3 separate regions of the Gossypium arboreum genome follow, and regions 2 and 3 are each linked to region 1. A link is a contact called in public Hi-C data. All regions are on one chromosome and are shown on one strand. Each heading gives the region's core, a stretch centred on a gene start, on an enhancer-like site or on the middle of the called end of the contact. The rest is flanking DNA. Distances are from core to core; before and after follow the strand shown.

Region 1 (4,803 bases), core at 621-3,120:
GAAGCTTAATGATATTTACTCCTCCAATATGCCTAGAAAATAAGCAAGATAGCAATTATAAATCACAAAATAAAAGTAGCAATGTTTTTTACAGTCATAACTTTTAACATTTTCCCACCTTCATAAGTGCAAAAGCAGATACTCCTCCAGCCACAAGGAAAGTACAGATATACTCGGGGAAAGTGTATCGAATACCATAAACTAGAGTGCCCATCAGCATGACTGCATAAACATATAATACATTATTAGCTAATTACTGAAACAAGATGAGAAAAGGAGTTTACATTATACCAGAAATGTACCGATCAATGAAAACACGTGAGAAAAAGGAATTGCAAAAAATAAGTTATATCTTACCAGGAATCATTTTTGAGGACTTGGCCAACACCTGCAAGAGAGACAAGCAACATTAAGCGTTAAACTTAATACCAAAGACTCCAACTACACATGTTCACCTACAAAAGCAGCCTAACTAGGAATTTAAACAATCTGTCAATTCAGGTAATACCTTAATGGGCAATAACCAGAGGGAACTTAAACAGATGAGGCAAAAAGAGAAGACATATAAAAGTATGGAGAATCAAAGACATGCCTGAGCCGGGTAGCTGATGTACTTCAATGCTTCTATACCCATGGCCGGACCAATTGTATTTGTGATTCCAGCACTCCAATAAGTCCACAAGGGAGCACCACCATTGCTTCTACTGGACCAAAGCTTTATCACTGGATGAAAGACACAAAAACAAACATATTATTATTTTCCATAATTCTCACCAGTCAATGGTACATATATAGCCAAATTTATAAAAACATTATGATAGTGCAAATGGAGAAGCTTACTTATGTAAGACCAAACTAAGCAGACCACATTTTGCGCCAAGTTAAGAAATGCAAGATGCTCAAACCTCTTCCCGTCGGAACCAAATCGCTTGGTGGACCTAAACTCAACAAAGTATAAAAAGAAAATGTAATTAGAAAACGATAAACGACTACAATTTACTCGTTGAAAAGCTACATCTTTCTCCCAAGACGGGTCACCCATCTATCCATTTTAGCAATTTGAAATTTATCAATGCAAAACAATTTATCAACGTGAAATTTTGAAAATGCCAGCGCAAAATCAGTAAAAATTAATACACACACACACGATACTATTTAAATGAACAGTTGCTATCTACAAAAAGAAGTTCCAAGTAAAAAGAAGAAATGGAAGAATCACGACAATTTATTCAAATTCAAAGAAATAACAGTCATATCAATAACGAACCGTAACATGTTAACCTAGATCCAAAATTTTTATTCTTCGCATCTAAACCTACCTCTGAATTAACTAAGATTACGAATAATTCGTTGCAAATTAAAAAATAAAATGCATTCAAAAAGGATTTCCAACAACAGATCAAGCAAAGCAATAACTAATCGAAAAAGGTTCAGAAGAAATCAAACATAACAAAATAAAATAAAAACAAAAATAATACATACAGAGTTTCCTGAAGAAAGCCTTGGTAAATATAGGCAGACCAAATCCCGGCAACGCAAAATGCCAACACCAAAACTCGCCGGAGTCCGGCGCCGTGTGCCTCCATTACGACGCCGCTCGATAACTGTTTTCTCACTTTGATTCAATTGCGAAGATTATATGGTAAACCCAAAAGGGAAAAAGAACGGAGATCGAAGATCACGAAGGAGGGAAAAAGAGATCTTTTGTGAAAAAAAGCAAAAATGTAAAACATAAAATAAGAAGGGAGCGCCAAGTTACGTGGGTTACCCACGTGTCTTTATTTTATTGGATTGATGACTTCATGACTTTCTTTTGATTGGTTATTGAAACGCGGCCTTGTGCTGGTTCTCCAATCCCTCCGTCAAGCTTCATGTTCAACCCCACCGTAACTTCCAAAAAGTTTTCTATAGGTCTAATTTTAAATTTCATCCCTTTGATTTATGAATTTTAACAAAATTAATCATTTATTTTAATTTTTCACAATTTAGTCTTCATACAAGCTGTGCAAATGAGATATTAGTACTCAAAAGCCATTCAATTTCAACTAAAAATAACTCAACTTTAGTTAATTTAGTCTTAGCTCAGTTGGCATCGGCATTATTGGCAACGCAAGAGAATGTGAGTTCGTGCGTGCTGAAGCACATTATCTTCTTATTTAGGGTTGAAGAGGGACTATAGATAATTCTAGGCATTGTATCAAAAAATAAAAACTAGTAATCATAATATTATACTCATATGAAAAGTAAATAAAAAAAAAAACCTCAAATTCAATTTGATAATAACCAAGTCGAGCCCAAGCAACTCAAGCTATTATTCAAATAGATTTGAGAATCATGATACTCAATCCAAACGACTTACAAATCTAACCAAGCTTTTCATTGTAATATATTTTTATATTATGAAATTATGTAATTGTCCTTATCATATAGAAAGAGTTTAAGTATAGGTGAGTTTAATCGTGCTTGAATATGAAAATTGATAAAAGGAGCTTAATTGAACTTGAGCTCAAGTAGATCAATAATGTCTTAAATTGAGCCCAAACTTAAAATTTAATGTTTAATTGAGCTTGAGCCAAATATCAAGTCCTGAATTTCGGTTTTGACTCGGCCAAGTTACTCCCATACTTCATACTTTATTAAAACTATGGAGTTAATATAATTATTGAAATAGTAATTTTTGGTCATTTTTGCATATAAATTACTCAACTATTGAATTTCACTATTTTCTTTCGTATATAAATAGTTGAAAGGTTGATTTTTAAGTTTGAGATTAACAATACTAACCTTTTAGTTTTCTAAAGTACAGAAACCAAATTATTACAAATAGAAATAGGTGGACTAATTTCTCAATTTTTGTAAAGTAGTGGGAGAAATTTCGAAATTAGAACTATTTAAAAGCTCTCTTTGACTTTGAAGGGAAGCCAATAAATGAAATGGTTGGACCGAAATGGGCCGCAACAGGGATTGGTCTAATTCTTTTGGAAGCCCGGTTTAGTTTTTATGCAATCATTTTGATCCATTGCATGAAAAGTAATATGTTAGGTGCAGGGACAGAAATTTAAAATATTCTAATGCGTTTTCTAAATTAGTTTTTATTTTTTAGTAATTTATTATTTTCAAGTTAAAATTTACAAGCTTACAATAGGATAAGTTTAACATTTCTATTGCTAATTGCTTTTATAAAGTTTGGGAAATGTTATGAAAAATGTATTTTGTTAATTGTAAGTGTTTGGTATTATTATAAAATTGTAATATAAAATTAAAATTTTATTTTAGACTTAGAAATTAACAATAAATTAATTTAGATAATATTTAAATAATTTAATATAATTTTACATGAAATATGTATTTTAAATATTTTTAAATAATTAATAAATTATTTGTAAATGTAATGATACATGAAATATTTTAAAATTTTAAAAATAAATTTATATTTAAATTATTTAATAGAATGATATTTTAAATAATTTAATATAATAATACATAATAATAAGTTAAACTAAATTTTAAATAGTTATTATAATTAAAGATATTTTAATAATTTGAGTTTCAGCATACAAGAACAAAAATCAAAAACACCAACACCAACACCAACACTAACACCAACACCAACACCAACACCAACACCTTAGTTTTGGGGTTTGGGTGGAAAAACACTTTTTTACTATACTTTCAACCCTAAAAGCCAAATGTTTGTTATTGCTTTTGGGATTGAAAAAGCACTTTTGCCCCTAATAAATAATGTCAAATAGCGTCTAACTAGAGGTGAACCTAAATTTTTTTTCTAGATAAGCGAGATTAATTTATATATTCTTATAGTATTTAAAATGCACTTTTATTATTGTATTGGTTTATATCTTTATAGTTTTTAGAAAGATAATCAAAATTTTATTATTTTTAGAAGGTTAAACTGTAATTTTACTATATATTAATTTATAATTTTATAAATTTAGGAGGTCTAAAATAAAAGTTTCTAATTTTAAAGGGCTTGGTGCCTACTTTTAAGGGTTAGATCTTGAATCATTTTGTATTATATTTAAGTTATTGAATTGATGTCACAAATTAATAGATGCCAAATCAGTTAGAAAGTGACTAAAACTCTTTTTTTTACAAAATAATAAATATTATTATAAGAGTATTTTTTCTTTATTTATTTTTATATAAAATCTATTTAAACTCGATAAATATAAAAATACCGCATATGAACTTGAACATAAGACACTAATTTTCAAGCCTCATTTTTACTATTTCAACTAAAAATGATGACACATTTGGTTCACAGGAATAAAATAAAATAAGAATTGAATAACTATTCAGTAGGAATATAATAGACATGTAAATAAGCATTATACAGTTTGGTTCACTGAATAGAATAGATAAATAATAGTATTGCATTGTTTGATTGGATAGTATAATGTTGTCGAATAGATGAAAAATGTATAAAATGACATTATTATCCTTTAATTAAAAATATTTTTTATATTATTATAATTTTATTCAAATTTAAATTAATTATATTTAATAATATATAGAAAAAAATTAAAAGATTACAATTTTTATAAAATATTATTAATAAATTAATCTTAAAAATTATTTATTAAGAATATTAAAAAATATTCTTTAAAATATTAAAAATTAACATTTAAATATTATCAATGATGTTGACTAAATATTAACTCAATTGACATGAATATTATTATTAATATAAAAGACATGAATTGAACACATTTAAAACATTTATCCTCTTAATTAAAAATTAGGGTAGAATTATAGATAATTCTTATCGAGTCTCAACCATTCATT
Region 2 (4,803 bases), core at 1,330-3,829, 310 kb before region 1:
CTTGAAATTTGTTTGTCAATGGTTGGCTATTGTTTTAATAGCCTGCTTTGTCCGTAGACTTGACTCAGAATTCCATTTGTCAGTGGTTTCCTTTTTCCATCTCAATAAATAAACGATCCTGATTTAACATTCTGATACGTGATATTCGTGACAGGTTTTAAATATTTATAATGAATCGTTCTTAAAACTAACTATTATCACGATGAAGGCAAATGTACCTATCGAATAGTAGTATAGCTTTAGCAAAACCGGATTATCGAACCAAAGGAACTAAAAGTACTAGTATCAACTTTCTTTTTATTATCTAGCCTAAAAAATAAAAGGGTTTTGTTTATCTAACTAATTAACTAAACTAAGAAATCACAGAAAAGAAATTTGGGGAAAATACTTTTTGTAAAACTCGATTGATTAAGACAATACCTAAGGAAAAATCCACCTAGACTTCACTTGTTATTTGAGTTTGAATCGGACGATTTATTCATTCAACTTGTTCCGTAGAGATCTCTAAGTTAGATTATTATCTCTTTCGAGACTAACATCGTCTAACCCTAGATTGAATAATTGAAATCTCTTTCTAATTAACGCCCTAGGGTTGCATTAACTCGATCTATGGATCCCCTTATTAGGTTTCACCCTAATTCGGAAAAATCTTGTCACCCTATCTCTAGGCGCGCAACCAACTCCGCTTAATTATGACAAATTTAATCTTAGACAAGGTCTATTCCTTCTCTGAATAAGAGCTTAACATGAATCAATATGCTGGAATATCAAAACAAGAATTAAGAACACATAATTAAGAACAAGTCAAATATTTATCATACAATTCAGATAATAATAACAAGATCCGTCTTAGGTTTCATTCCCCTTACGTATTTAGGGGTTTTAGTTCATACTAATGAAAGAACACATCTCAAAAGAATAAAAATAACAAAACATAAGAAAACCCAAAACTCCTGAGGGAATTTGAAGGGAGATCTTCAGCCTTGATGGTGAATTCGGCTTCTGAGATGGATCGATCGGCTTTCCTTGAGCAATTCCTTTCTTCCTCCCCTCCTTCCCCTTGTCTAAGTGCCTCCTCAGGTGTTTAAATAGGCTTTGGAATGCCTAAGAGCCCTTAAAATTGGCCTTTTCCGAATTGGACTAAACTTGGGCTCGGCAGGGACACGCCCGTGTGCGATTGCTTAAGGCCGTGGTCAAGGCTGTTAAATGGGCATGAGCGTGTGATCTACTCGTGTCAATCATGCTTTGACCTTGCCAAAGGGACACGGCCATGTGGTCCGCCCATGTGAGGAAGTCTAGGCCGTGTTGATTTCGTACGTTGGCCCATTTTCTCTGTTTTTGGCCCGTTTCTCGTTCCTTTCACTCTCATATGCTCACCTAAGAATAAAACATGAAATTAAGGCATTAGGAGCATCGAATTCACCAATTTTAAGAAAAAATCATCCATAAAATGTGCTAAGCATGGGATAGAAATATGTATGAATTACGGTTTATCACATTCCGTCGTCGTTTCTTATCTTTGGTGTCAACTTTTGAAATTTGATCTCTAAGGCTTGTCATCATTATTAGTAAAAAACTAGAAAGTGGACACCACACTTAAAAAGATCCATCTTATAAAAAATAGGTTAATTTCATAAGATGTTTTCAAAACATGATCTAAAATTTAAATTAGTCTTTAAATTTTAAAGTGTTCTAATTAAATTCTTAAAGCATCAATATTGTATCAATCAGGTCCCCTTGTTAGTTTAATCAATAGCTTGAACATAGTTGTTGTATCAAAATTAGCATAGAATATACTTAAAACATGTGGATCAAATTGAAAACTTATATACCTACTAAATAAACATGTTTAAAATATAAATATTAAAAAATTGTTGGTACTTTCTAATTTTTTCCCTTTTAACACATTAAATAAAAAAAATGTTATGTGATAGATACAAACATGTTTATAATTTGATTCATATATTTTAAATATGTTCCACGTCGATTTGAGTAAAAGAAAGGACTTGACTTATACAATGTTAATAATTTAATGATCCAATTAAAATGTTTTAGCCAACTGTATAAAGGAGTAATGGTTAAGGTTGTTTCAAGGATAGGATTCAAATCTTGTTAATTTAATTCCTCTCTCTAATTTGTAAGGTAAAAAAAAAATATTTTTGAATTTTAAAAATTAACTAATAAAAGTATTATGGAGATTCTTGTACTAAGAATTAAATTACATTTTACCCCACTACTAAAAAATAGGCAAATTAGTCCTTATACATTCGATCAAAGAGTAAATTGTTCTGATAAAAATTTTACCCATCTCTATTGTTAAAACTGGCCTTGTATGTCAAAATGAGCTACACATGGCATGCCACATGTAATTGACTAGTTATTTTGTCAGGCATGCCAATTTTTAACAGTAGAAATGGATGAAATTATTAAAAAAATTTACTTTTTAATCTAATGTACAAGAATTAATATATCCATTTTTTAGTAAAGATGGACAAAATGTAATTTGACTCCTAATACAAAGCTCTATATGCTACTTTTACCGAAATTAATTTGAATTCCTTCGTTCGAATTAACCCAAGAAATCACAAAACGCAACCGCATTAAGGAAGATGTGACGTACCAAAGAAGAGCCAGAAGCGCGAGGGAACGAGCGACCGTAGTCCTTTCTAATATTGCAAAATTCCTTCACACCCGCCCAAATTTGACCTTTTTAACTTTAATCTCCTTTTCTTCTCTTGCTCTAGCAATTTAGATCTAAATTTTAATATCCAAAAAGAGAACAATTTTATTTTCATTTTTCAATTTTCAATTTTCAATTTTTTCTTTTTTCATGGTATATTCAAAAGTTTTAATGTGAAAGGTTTTAATTGAGTTAACTCGTGGAGGATAACCAGCGGCTGAGTCAAAGAGGCTATGGCAGGAACGAGTGACTCAGTTTCTGTCAAGGTTCCTTACAGGAACTTAAGGAAAGATTCGGAAGTTGAAATGATCGACGATCCATATCATCGTCGGATCGATCTAAATTCGTCTCCTGGCTCTCCTTCAACTTCTGCTTCGCCGCCTTCGGCTAGATTTCCCAACGGAAACTCTAACTTATCGTCGCCGATCCACGTTAGATCTAAGGATTGTAGCTTGATAACTCTCGCTCTTAGTTGTACGATCGCCGCCGGGGTTCAATTTGGTTGGGCTTTGCAACTTTCGCTTTTGACTCCTTACATTCAGGTCCTTTTTTTGTGTGTGTTTTCCCTTAATACTTTTTATATTTTTAAGTAACGGAGAAAATTAGGTTATTTACTATGCATGTTGTTAATTTTGAACTCTGTGCAATGTGTTTGAATTAGATCAGTGTTATTATTAGATGGCATGTTGTGCTTTGCTTTTGTTAATTTTATGAAATAGAAATAAAAGAATATCAGCGCCAAGTACTCTTTTGTTGATATTTTTGAATCATCAATTAGAAAGTATACACTGCAATACTTTTTCTTTATTGTTTAGTCGGTAATTTGCCTAATTTTCATGGATTTTTAGAACGAATTTTGGGTGCAATTACAATTTGGAAAAGAAAGATTATGGCGTGAGAGAAAAACTCTTTATATAATTTCTTTCTATTTCTTCTCATAATTTCTAGAAATACTTGTAATTTTTAACATATCATAGAAGGCCCTCGCAGTGTTTGAAAAGGAATAAAAAAAAAAAAGGAGTAAAAGGCTAGAATGCTTTTGCTTTGTTGATTATTGTCGTTCTTCTGAGAAAAGAAGAAAAAGTATGGCCATTGTTCGAAGAACATGTTTTAATCATAAAGTAATTCTCAAAATATTTTGTGAAACTGGGTAACATTATCTTTGTATTTATTTATTTTTTATTAGCCTCAGCCTTGATTCCTTTTCAACTGCTCTGAGCTTCTTTTGAGCTTATGGTGCATTTCCCTTGTTGTTTGACCATTCATATTGGCTGATTCATGCAGACACTTGGAATAGAGCATGCTTTTTCTTCGTTCATTTGGCTCTGTGGTCCAATAACTGGTCTTGTGGTAGGTGATGGGAACCATATTACATATAAATTTATATTGATGCCCTGTTCATTATTATGGTGGTGCAATAATTGATGTAAATGACTACACTTAAAAGATTGCTGTCTTTATATGTGATCTATTGAGTTGTTTTTATTTTGATCTTAGGTTCAACCTTGTGTCGGTATTTGGAGTGATAAATGCACTTCAAAATATGGAAGGAGACGGCCTTTTATCCTTGCTGGATCACTCATGATCTCTCTTTCTGTAAGCATTGAAGTGTTACATAATTCATTCTTATATACTATGTTTCTGGGTTTTATATCTGCTAAACTAAATTTTGTAATTTAGGTGATAATAATCGGATTTTCTGCAGACATTGGATACATTTTAGGTGATACGAAGGAGCATTGCAGGTATCATTTTCTGCTTTGATTTCTTCTATTCTTTTCTGGCACCCCCTGTCTCCCAAAAGAAAAATAGAAAGATATTGACCAAATAATGTATGCAATGCAGTACATTTAAAGGTACACGAACGAGGGCGGCTTTTGTCTTTGTTATTGGATTCTGGATGTTGGATCTTGCTAACAATACAGTGCAGGTAAGCCATCCATGGTGATTTTTTCTTACTTTCAAGTTTTCTGTTGTATAAGTTTGTGAATGATAGAATTTTTATTTTCTTAGGGACCAGCTCGTGCCCTTCTGGCTGATCTATCAGGTGAACTTCTTTCTTAAGAAAATGGAAACAATTTAGTCTGTACATGGTAACATTGTGACGTTTAGTTTTGATGCCT
Region 3 (4,803 bases), core at 1,573-4,072, 290 kb before region 1:
TAAAATCTATAATATTATATCAAAATAACTATATATTTTATTAATAATATTTTATTAAAACTTGAATATAAAATTTACGTATAATTATTTTATTACTATTGTTTTCATCACTTAATTATATTTTGGATTCGTATAAAATTACATTTGCTATTTTAGATTAATTATCACTTAATTAGTGTTACGTTACATATAAATTAAAACTAATATTTAGTACTATAAATACATGCATTATCAATGCATTTTCATTTAAAATAACATCTAAAGAATTATAGGAAAATTCATATTGTAGTATTATTTAATAGGTTTTGTTTCCATCAAAAAAAAAAGATCTTCATTATTGTTTGAGATGTTTAATTATTATTATTATTATTTAATACTTGATAGTTTTACTATGATTTGATTTTAATAATATTTACATAATTGTGAATGATGTTTACTATTGTGTTATGAAATATTATGTTAAAGAAAATGAAGTATTAAAGTCTTGGTTCTTTATAGGTGAAATTTTGATTTATATTCAAATTATAAGTTATTTTATCTAATTACTTAATATTTTACTATCAATTATTTCCTACTCTTTTATTTTCATTACTTTTAAAAATGTTATTTTTTCTTTAAACTATTTTTCAAAATTAACAGACTTTTATTATAAATTAGACAAATTTTAATTTAATTAACAAATATATATTTTAAAAATTTATAAACTATATTATTTAGTAAATTTAAAAATAAACACGGAAGACACGTTACATGAGAACTGGTATATGTAAGAATGGGAGAAGACTAAAGCCCTACAACAATCCATTTATACACATCCTTCTTTGATTTGAATCTTATGTGCATTCCTTTGTAAATTTTTTGCTGATTTAAACATCACAACTTGATAACCATACATTTAAAAGGTGTTTAGTTTAAGGAATGTATGATTATTTTTGTAATATGATTATTAGAACGTAATATTACTTAACACGTTATTGGGTATGTTATATTATATTGTTTAATTTATTTAGTTTGAAAGTAAGTTTTTGTTATTTGATTGAGGAAATATAAAATTATCTAAACACATTTTACTAAATAGTCATCGAGAATTTTTATTATTTTTTATTCTTTACAACACATTGTTTAAGCTTATAGTATTTTATTTTACTGATAAATGAATGCTTTTTTTTTTAAATTAATTTAATATCTCCATTTTCAAATAGATAAATTGAAATTAGGAAATAGTTAAGGCTTCTCTTTGATCAAAGTGACAGGAGAAAAAAATACAATTTTACCAAAACATGTTATTTGTTATGGTGTAATGGAAATTTTAACCAAAATAATAAAAGAAAATAATGGTAAAATTATCATAAATATAAAATTTCATGCAGAAATAAAATAGAGAAATTATTATTTTTCTCAACTTATAACAACAACATCAAGGATCCAGAGTCGTTGGTGAGTTTTTATTAGGAAAAAGTCAGGTTTGATAAAAAAAGATCCACTTACCCGCAATGATTTAAAAAATTCTCACATACCCTTCTGTAAAGTTTGATGAAAAATTCATGATCCTCTTAAAGTTTTTTATTAAATGAAATAAATAGAATGACAATTTCACCTTTTATATTCAATGAAAAATTAAATAAATTTAATTAGTTAAAAATATTTTAATTATTATTAAATTAAATTATAAATTACATTATATTCTAATATAATCTTATGCTAAATATAAATAATTTTCAATTAATATTTTTTTAATAAATATAGTTTAAGATATGATATCTTAAAGTTTAGAGGGTCTTAGCCTTCTAGTTCAGCCAAGGCCTCGTTCGCCATAAGTTTATTTTAAAATTTTGGACAATTATTTTTTTCTCTTTTACGTTTTTTTTTCATTTTCAACTTTTTCTTTTGCACTTTCAATATTAAATTTTCGATGATTTTTTTTAAATTTCACTTTTATATTTCAATCAATTTTTCCCATTAAAACTTTCTAGTAATTAATTATTTTTACATAAAATATATGACAGAGTTTATCTCACACGGTTTATACATAACTAATTAAAATAAATTTAAAATATTTAATTTTAATTGAATTCAAATATAATTTTATGAAAAAGTCAAATATATTGTATAGCATTCAATTTTTAATATTAAAATAGAGAAATGAATACATTAAATAGAAAATATATAGATAAATAATAATAAAGGAATAATTTATCTTTTAATTAGTAAATAGATTTGAAGGGGTGTTTATGAAATTTTCTTTAAACCTGATGGGTACGAGCATTCTTGAAACTATAGGAGTAGGTGTCTTTTACCCTTTTTGAGATAAATTTATCAAAAATCTCACATTATCATGAAAATGTAATATTACTTAAAAGAAGATATACTCCGGAATCTTAGCACTATTAAAAATATAATAATAACAGTAGAATCTAATATTACTCACTAGAGGTAGGGGAGGCTTCCTTGATTTGTAAAATTACTATTTAAACCTATAAGTTTTATAAAATTACAATTCAAACCAGTTAAAAAGAAGCACCCACATTCACCTATGGAATCAAAGCTTCATAAAAAGTGGTTGCATCCCTATCCTGAAAATTTATTTTACATCTAAAGACAACTGTCTTTATTGAGAAAAACACCACAAATTGTCTCCCAAGTGTGGAAATAAAAGTCTAGTAACATGAAAATGACCTCAAATTATTGGACTTGGATTGGTATCACTACTTTAAATGCTTTCAACACTCATAATATAACCAATGTTTAGTTAGTAGCCTTTCTCATTTTTTTTTCATGAACATGCATGCACGTGTATAAAAATTTTGTTGCAATTATTTAAACTAAATTTCATGATATTATTTTTATTGCTAATTAGTTTTTAAAAGAAAATAATAATAATATCAGCTAGCATTTCCCTCACCCAATGGCATAGTCACATACATGCATATCTCTCTCTCTCACTCTCTCTCTTACACACACACACACACAGAATTGATATATATATATATATAAGCCATCCATTTCAGAAAAATCTCTGCATCACCTTCCAATTCAAGAAACTAATTTATTTTTCTTTTATAAACTGAATTATCAAACCTCTCTTTTGCTTTTTCTTTCATTAAACTCTGTGTCTACTCTCAGGATTTTCTGCGTATTGTTGTTTCCTTGAAGAACATCATGCCATGGCAGTCAAGCATGAAAATATATATTTTTCTCAATATTGTTTGAATTAAGATCATTATTATTAAGACATGTCTTGCAATGGGATGGCTTTTTTTCCGGCCAATTTCATGCTCCAAACTCCTCATGAAGAAGATCATCATCATCAACCCCCAACTTCCATCAATCAAATGCTTCCTTCATGCACACCCCAAGACTTTCACGGTATATATATCATTCTGAATCTTTAGGGTTTACATATGTAAAATCTATCATGGAATTGATTTCTTTTATATATATATATAGGTGTTGCACCATTTCTGGGGAAGAGATCAATATCATTTTCTGGTATAGATCATGTATGTGAAGAAGGAAATGGGGAGGATGATTTATCAGATGATGGTTCACAGGCAGGAGAGAAGAAGAGAAGGCTGAACATGGAACAAGTGAAGACCCTTGAGAAGAACTTTGAGTTGGGGAACAAGCTTGAACCTGAGAGAAAAATGCAGCTGGCTAGAGCTCTTGGGTTGCAACCAAGGCAGATTGCTATTTGGTTCCAAAACAGAAGAGCAAGGTGGAAAACCAAGCAACTTGAGAAAGACTATGATCTCCTTAAAAAACAGTATGAAGCTATCAAAGCTGATAATGATGCACTCCAAGCTCAGAACCAAAAGCTTCATGCTGAGGTAAGCATATATATGTATGTGTGTGTGTGTGTTGAATAATTGAGCTTTTTGAAGATTATTATGATCCATTTCTTCATGCTTTATTGACTTACCATGAACCATTATTTTCAGAACCTTATTTCTGCCACATAATTTTACTTTTTTTATTGATTGACGGTCTAATTCTGTTTTTAGCCTCAGATTCAATCTCTCTACTTTAATTTAGTATAATTTCTCATTTATTTTTATAATGATATTTGTAGATTCAAATTGATAACACCATTAATTGTTATTGCTAAAGTTCTATCACAAAAGATCATGCAAAAATTTAATCATTTGTGTCCAACCAATAATAAATTTAAATCTTAATTAAATACTTAAACTATTTAAAAAAACCATTTCATCAAGTTACAAATAGCAATTAACAGTATTATCAATTTAGACCTACTAATGATACTATAAAAGAAGATAGAATAAACTATGCCGAATTAATGTAAAATGATTAAATCACAAATTTTAGCATTATAGAGAGATTAAAACCATAATTAGAATTCAAATTAATAGGGGTAATCATGAGTGATAACTTATGGAATGCAATGAATGAGAGATCTTTTCTTACAAGTTAGAACAAGGATCTCATTGTCTTAGTATGAAATTATGGATTAAACCTCTTCAAAACTATTGAGTTATTTAGTAGTTTGTGCAACAACATGCGTATATACTTCTTCTTTAACTGCAAGAGTTAATTTGTGGGTGCAGATATTGGCACTGAAAGGCAAAGAACCAACGGAATCCATCAACCTCAACAAGGAAACGGAAGGTTCATGTAGTAACAGAAGTGAAAACAGCTCGGATGTGAAGCTGGGTATGTCAAGGACACCAACAGTCATTGACAGCCATCCGACAAGCTGCAGAACCCTTTTCCCAACATCCATTAGGCCAACTACAGCAGTCGCACAACTGTTTCAAACCTCATCATCAAGGCCTGATAATCACC

What was found. A called contact is a pair of places that touch in the nucleus more often than the background predicts.
Region 2: a Hi-C map of leaf shows a contact between it and region 1, with 4 times the contacts expected there. The contact joins the promoter of LOC108468124 here to the promoter of LOC108453728 in region 1. A contact is called at or near these places in 2 of 5 Hi-C or Micro-C datasets (both in leaf).
Region 3: a Hi-C map of leaf shows a contact between it and region 1, with 2.3 times the contacts expected there. The contact joins the promoter of LOC108469902 here to the promoter of LOC108453728 in region 1.

What each region holds. Positions count from the first base shown.
Region 1 is chr13:20,338,544-20,343,346 of ASM2569848v2, reverse strand. It overlaps LOC108453728 (UDP-galactose/UDP-glucose transporter 3), which reads right to left and starts at 1,870. Exons shown (of 7, transcript XM_017752007.2): 1 at 1,483-1,870; 2 at 841-938; 3 at 593-723; 4 at 358-388; 5 at 119-222. The coding sequence starts at 1,586.
Region 2 is chr13:20,648,569-20,653,371 of ASM2569848v2, reverse strand. LOC108468124 (sucrose transport protein SUC3-like) reads left to right here and starts at 2,579. Exons shown (of 14, transcript XM_017769299.2): 1 at 2,579-3,222; 2 at 3,965-4,030; 3 at 4,178-4,276; 4 at 4,361-4,425; 5 at 4,526-4,610; 6 at 4,694-4,727. The coding sequence starts at 2,914.
Region 3 is chr13:20,628,906-20,633,708 of ASM2569848v2, reverse strand. It overlaps LOC108469902 (homeobox-leucine zipper protein ATHB-13-like), which reads left to right and starts at 2,822. Exons shown (of 3, transcript XM_017771045.2): 1 at 2,822-3,366; 2 at 3,448-3,827; 3 at 4,566-4,803. The coding sequence starts at 3,234.